2 separate regions of the Arachis hypogaea genome follow, and region 2 is linked to region 1. Evidence: chromatin contacts called from public Hi-C data. All regions are on one chromosome and are shown on one strand. The core of a region is the stretch at or near the end of the contact, and the rest is flanking DNA. Distances in the headings are between cores, read along the strand shown.

Region 1 (3,833 bases), core at 108-2,607:
TTCAACCACTCTATCTCTTTTATATATCATTATCAATATCAATGACTAATTACTTATTTTACAATCAAAATGTGCAACATGACATTCTTTAATTGTATTAAAATTAAAATTGAAATATACCTATATTATGTATCATATATTACTATCTAATTTAATAACCAAATGTGTCACATGACACTCTCTTATTAAAATTGAGAAAAATATTTTTCTCCAAAATTAATAAATTTCCTTCCTAAATTATTTCATCTACCTTTCTCCATTTTTCTATTTCTCTCTACCATTTTCACTCTATATATATTTTATATTTTATATTTTATATTTTATATTAGTAATTTGACAACTCAAAATAAAATTTTTCTTCTAAAATTAACAAACTCTCACTCTCACTCTCATTCTTCATCTTTATCTTTCTCTCTCTTTCTTTTATTCTCTATTTTTTCTACCTTTCTGTTTTACAGAAAATAAAATTAACAAAATAATATAATTTAAATAAAAAATATTATTATTATATACATATTTTTTAAATTTTTATCGCTTATCTTTTTAATCTATATTTTTATTTCTCATCTTTCAAATATTTATTATATATAATTTAGAAAGAATACTAATGTTATAATTAAAAGTTAGAATCAAAATTCAATTGTTTAAAAAAAATTAATTTTGAGTTAATTTTATAACTAGTAGTATACTTTTTTTATACTAATATCTAATTATATTTTTATATACATAGAGAAAAAAAATATTATTTTTAAATAGCAAGTATAAAAGTTAATTATTTCTATTTGTGCAACAGACTTAACACCTAATTAAATGTAAAAGTATACACGTTAAATTATTTTAAAGTTTAAATAATGAATATTAAAATTAATTATTAATAAAAATTAGACTTTTTTAATGTAAAGATAATAACTAAAAATCTTATTATTTGATTTTTTGTTTACAGAGATATTGGCCTTCTTAGTCGGAGATTTTTGTCAGTTTAGGACTTTTTTTTAAAAGTAGTTTGATTTTATAAATCTTTTATGTCATACATAATCTATACTGTCAGAACAAAGTAAAATACTTGTTTGATCCAAATTTTAATATTTAAGTAAAATGAAAAATTTTAAAACTTGATTTTAAACCTTAATAACGATTTTGTATGAAAAAAAGGTTAGAAACGAAAAAAGTTTTCGACATGAACCAAAATCGTACTTAACTATATTTTTAACGTATAAAATAATAAATAAAAATATTAAAGATTAATCATTTGTATTAATATTAACTAATATTTTGGATAATACTTTATATTTATAATTTATACTTATTAAAATTTAAAATTTAGTCTATAATATTTAAAATTAATAAATATCGAACAAAAATAATAAATTTTATTCCTCGTATAACCTTGTTCTAAACAAAATGGTTGTACAGTTGTACAAGGGAAAGAGTTAGAAGACCCCAGGAGACAAAACCGTCTGAGAAGTATTTTCTGTGAATTTCCAAAGCCGGACCCACCCATCCACCCCACACTCCTTCCGTAGGAGATTCAAGAAACAAATTCTCTCAATTTTGGGCACCTCTCTCACCACAAAAGTCAAAACCATCAGCTATACACGTATCCCTTTCGCCACCGCCACAGCCCACTCCTCCGTCGATATGGAATCGGAGAAAACAAACTTTCAAAGCGTGACGATAGGATCATGTGCAAGACCCTCATGGTCCATCCTCTTTCTCCTCTTCACCCTCATCGCCATCTTCTCCATTCAGCTCTCCACCACCACTCCCTACCTCTTTCCTCCCAACTGGGCCCTCATTCGCCCGCAACGACCCGTCCCTTCCTCCTCCGCATCGGATCCGATCACATGCTCCGGTTTCTTCAGGGCGCTTCCAAAGAGGAAGCTCGTCATGTCCATCAAGGACTTCGGCGGCGTCGGCGACGGCAAAACATCCAATACCGAAGCCTTCAGGAGAGCCATTCGCTACATGCAGCGCTTTCAACACCGTGGTGGGTCCCAGCTTAATATCCCTAACGGAACTTGGCTCACCGCTCCCTTCAATCTCACCTCTGATTTCACCCTTTTCTTGAACCAAGGTGCTCTTCTTTTGGCCTCTCAGGTCAGGTGTCCCCACTTTTTCGATCTTCACATTCTTTTCTTTGTTTTTTATCAACTTTGATTTCGTCTCTGTTTTTTTTTTTTTTTTTTTTTTTTTTTTTTTTTTTTACTGTTAATCTTGCTATATATGCCCATTTCTGAATTAAAGTTGCAGTTATGTTTATCGTAATAGTATTTTACGTGAAATGGCTCTTGCTACGGGAGCTCCTGGAAAGTAAATTTATTTAATTTCAGTGTATAAAGTATTAAATAGCTACGTCTTCTATTTTTATTTTTGTTTATTACTACTGTATTTAACTACACTAGATGAACCTAACCCAAATATTTATAATTAAAATGGTGTTTTTCTACTTTCTATGTGCGAATTCATCAAAACCAGCTCAGGGATCTGCATGTGATTTCGCTTTCTGTCCCTTTTCATTTAATGTGGGCCTAAAAAGTTACTCATAAAAAACGAATGTTCTTGATCTTTGAGTCACTCTTTTTTTTTAATTGTAAGAAAATCACATGATTTTCGGTTTTTCTTGGAGCTTTCTGCGGGATTTAGCTTTTTGAATGGTTTGTTCTTTCACTATATATGGTTAGGATTAACAATCACATGGAACCGTCCAAATAATAATGCTTCTGTACCTTGATCCTTGGTGGGTCTTTTTTGTTTATTTATTCTGTCCTTAGGCTTTTAGCTTTGTGTTAATTAATTGATTAATTAATTATGCCAATTGCTGAAAGAACTGCTAGTTGTTTAATGTTAAAATTTTCAATTGCCAGGACGTAAAAGAATGGCCTATAATTGAGCCGTTGCCATCTTATGGAAGAGGAAGAGAGAGGTTAGGAGGAAGACATATTAGCCTTATACATGCAAATGGACTCAAGAATGTTATCATCACAGGTAAAACTTGTGAACCTATTTTCCTTTTTTACTTTCAATTACTTTTCTTAACAACAAATTAAGTAGGAAAAAGTAGGTTTTTTTTTCTTTCTTTTTATGGGGGTTATTTAAATAGTTTTAAATAAAGGGTCCCGTGATTGGTGCTAGTGGCCAAGAGCACGGACACCGTAACGTGTGGGACAGGACCTATGTATCGCAGAAAAAGCAGGTTTGAAGACCAAATGTCGAAAGGGGGTTAGTTAATAGGTATATTCATGTCCTTTTTTAAAAAAGTCAGAAAATGCTTAAATCCCCGAAACAATAAATTGAAGGTTAAACTGGTGAATCTCACAATTTTTTTTTTTTATTAGACATGTAAATATTTACGTTTTGTTTTATGTAGGAGATAATGGGACAGTTGATGGTCAAGGGAAGATGTGGTGGGAACTTTGGTGGAACAGAACATTGGAGCACACAAGAGGCCACCTCCTTGAACTAATTAACTCCGATAATGTTCTCATATCAAACCTCACCTTTCGAAATTCTCCTTTTTGGACCATTCATCCTGTTTACTGCAGGTACCATCCTTTTTGGCTATTTGTCTCTTCTGCTATAGTGTGTTCTAAGTTCTAATGTATTTTTAGTTGAATTCACCAATGTTTCAATTCAACTGATTGGGGATCTTCTGCATTGTGCACAATTGGAGTTGTAGCAAGTTCAATTTAAGTGCATCAATTTAAAACTAAAATTAATTGTGGCTTCCTTGTATTTGGCTTTTGGACAACAAACACTTGGGAAAGTGATTTAATTGACAAGATTGCTTTGTTTCAGAAATGTTGTGATCAAAGGGATGACAATCTTGGCTCCTC
Region 2 (3,555 bases), core at 893-3,392, 510 kb before region 1:
TGTCGTCCTTATCTTAGTTGCAAATCCAACTTTCTTGGTGTAGCTAACATAAAAATCATGAGCTAGTTGCAACTTCGCAAACCGCATTCCAATGCTTAGTATTTCATCTTCCTCCAGGGAATCGTGATCAGGCAACTACGTATCAAATAAAAAAAACAGAAAAAAAGCCATTAATTATGACATCAAAAATGCGAATCCTGACTGCACAAATTTAAACTAAAATCCAAACCTTGTCACAAATATCCATCTCATCACTTCCAACATCAGTAACATCCAACATTTGCGTGGCCTGCACTTTCAACATAAACACACAAATTACAACAATAAAAAAAATAATTTTTATTCAATATCATGTACATGAAACCTCACTTACTAGCACAAAAAAATACGAACTAAATTTATAGATCAACTCATCCACCCAACCAGTATAAGCTTTACACCAAAGGCATCTAAATGCTACTCATGGTAATTGAATCAATTAATTCATTTGAAATATTATACAATTATTGTGACTACTACTTACTCTCTTTCACGTTAACACTGCATAGCATACATCTGAACATGCATCAGGTACAAATCCTATACACAGGTCCTTCCTTGGTTTCCCAGCCACTAGTGCATATTTTTACTTTTAAGAGATGCTTTCTTTATGCATACATTGAGCAACATGCATAACTGTATACATATACTCATCTTCTAATACTAACATGCAGGAAGCAAATACATGAAAAGCATCAATATATAATTCCTGCATTCTTCCTTTTCATTATCAAAATATATCCTTTTTATCTATTATACCATTGGCTACAACTCTAATTCAATTGACACCTCTTGCACTAACATTGCCTACATGCCACTGTATTTTATTCATGAGGGAGTATAGATTATTTTAATGGGTTCACATATAAGCTTCTTCAACAAATAAGTATTTTCTTCCAAAAACACATTTGACATACATATAAGAATAGAATGATATGTAAAAAACTTCCTAAGCTTCGTTGACTAAATCATGTTGTTGATGCATCTGAATACCAATTAACAACATACAATTAAACAAGCCACTTGCATTGATTCTAAACTGCCCCACTCAAATAAAAATGACCATCCATTGAAAAGTGTTTCGTACGTAACGATGCTCACCTTAGTCATTTGCACAGGATCGACGACGAGAGGTTCAACTATATTTTCATTTGGATTGGATGAAATCTCATTCCCGCCTGGAGATGGAACACAATCCACCGGTTCAGCCACAACGCACTCCATTAATGAACTCCGGCGGGGAGACGGGGGTGGAAGAGCAACCACACTTGAAACCCCTTCTACTTGCGACGTCGACATCAAGCACAAGAAACACACACTCTCTCTTGCTGTGCACGCTGGTTGTCCGTGTGGTTGCCGTCCAACGCAGATCGAACAACAAATGTGTTGGTGTTGCTGGAAGAGGGCCTTTGCGGCCTATGACGCTGGTGGTAGTCGAGTCCGACAGGGGGTCAGTGACGGGTGGGAGAGTAGTTTTCGTTGAGACTTGGAGATGATGGAGACGATACGGTATTGATAAACTGTCGTCTATGTTGTGCTCCTATAACTGCTCCTATTCCTATTTTTTTAAAAATTTAAATTTGAATTAATTCAAAATTAATTAATTATCCATTAATTTAATTTTAATTCAAAATTAACTCCCATTGTATGCAGTGTACAACAAACACATTGGCTCCCTAGACTTTCTCTTATAGTATTAATTCTCTATCTTTACTTTTTTTTTAAAAATAAAGTAAAAAGAAAAGTTCAAAACGTTGGTTGAATAGTGATTAAAATAAATTATTGAAAATTTTATTCTCAAACATTTTCCTTTATTTTTTATTTTTTTGGCAGGAAACCTTTTTTCCTTTTAATTATGTTGAATGCAATTATCAAATTATGTACAATATTTTCGGCCTCTTGTTTTTAATTTCCTTGGTCCTATTACAATTACCGCATTCCAAAAACAAAATATCAATAAATTTCCTTGATAAAGCAAAAAGACAATATGGAGATATATATTGGGTCAATAAAGGCCGAATAAATGGGCTTTAAGAGAATCCCTTAGCCCAAAAGAGAAAAAGGTGGTTGAATCCACAATCCTTATCAATTAACGTTCAATCCTCAGCGCACGAGACTAAATCTAAAACAAATTATTATAAAATTATAAAAAGCTCAATATTAAATTAAATGTTACTTGTTAAAATTGGGTTCACCTCACCGGAAGTGTCGTGATTCTGTTGTTCGGTTGTTCCTCCCAATCTGCTACGATGTGGATATCGAAGACCATCTTCAACCACTTCAAATCCAGGCTCAACTTCACACCTAACTATGCACCACTATCTCTTCTCTCTCCGCGCCGATTTGCATCCACCATAGCTCAAAATCCTTCCACCTTCAATTCCATCCACGATGCTAACCAGGTACCTCTCTCTCTCTCTCTCTCTCTCTAGAATGCATGCTGATTGGGTCATTAACTCGTGATTTTCTACGACAGACTGTATTTCTACGTATTTTTCTTTGATTATCCTCCAAATTAGTACTATCTGATCTCTTTAATTTATTTTTTCAATATATATATATATATATTTGATTTACTGGAGTAAAGATTTCTTGTTCTTTTATCATCTTCATCAGCAATATATAATTTTTTATTTTACTCCGATATGTATTTATTTTTGGAATGATTTTTCTCCACATTTATAGTTTCCGTTGAACTGAAAATGGACTTACACGAGTCTCAATTACTGGACTTGGGCCCGAGGCCCAAATAGAAAACCCTAGTTTCAATCCCTATATAATGACCTGACAGGAAGCACTGCATGACTGCAGTACCATCGTCGCAATGTTCGCATTCAAGTTTGAAACAGTGTTTCCAGTGCTATAATTATAAGTCTGTGTGTTGTTTGTGTGCGTATGTTCATATGAAAAAGCAAGGTAGCTTCTTGACGAGACTTCGATCAATATACGGTCCTCGTCAATCCTCTTTTACAAACTTGCAATATCATAATCAGCAGTGTCACTCGTCTGAATTTGATTTCTCCTGATCTTTCAGGCCCTTTATCACTGCTACATTTTCCCACCTCTTTTATTATTATTATTATTATTATTATTATTATTATTATTGATATTATTATTTCACTTCGGAACTGATTTGAGCAAACGCACTCTGTCCCTAAACCGTGCTTTGACACGAATGTTTTGAGGCAATTTCTTCGTTTGCGAAAGTAATGTCATTCCATTAAACCATGAATTTGCTTGTCTGGGCTTGTATTACATGCCTATCGGGCGCGTTGATGGACTACACTTCTTTCTTCCTGAAATGGATCCCCAATCTCGGGTTATACTTTACTCGTATTAGGTTATAAAAAGTTTACAAACTTTAGAAGGCCCGTAATATTTGTTGAGATCCAAAATTGCAAAATCTACTTTTAAAGATATGAAATTGGAAAATGTTGATCATCGATGAACCTTAATCCGGCTTTAACGATGAAATAGTTGACCAAATCGTAAGAATTGTGGTGACTCTGATTAATA

What was found. Hi-C and Micro-C count contacts between places; a contact is called where the count stands out from the background.
Region 2: a Hi-C map of leaf shows a contact between it and region 1, with 4 times the contacts expected there. The contact joins the promoter of LOC112784210 here to the promoter of LOC112782682 in region 1. A contact is called at or near these places in 2 of 8 Hi-C or Micro-C datasets (leaf and an unstated tissue).

What each region holds. Positions count from the first base shown.
Region 1 is chr20:114,495,292-114,499,124 of arahy.Tifrunner.gnm2.J5K5, reverse strand. It overlaps LOC112782682 (probable polygalacturonase), which reads left to right and starts at 1,357. Exons shown (of 5, transcript XM_025825188.3): 1 at 1,357-2,097; 2 at 2,865-2,985; 3 at 3,368-3,542; 4 at 3,796-3,833. The coding sequence starts at 1,639.
Region 2 is chr20:115,009,284-115,012,838 of arahy.Tifrunner.gnm2.J5K5, reverse strand. LOC112784210 (2-oxoisovalerate dehydrogenase subunit alpha 2, mitochondrial) reads left to right here and starts at 2,142. Exons shown (of 9, transcript XM_025827339.2): 1 at 2,142-2,441. The coding sequence starts at 2,289.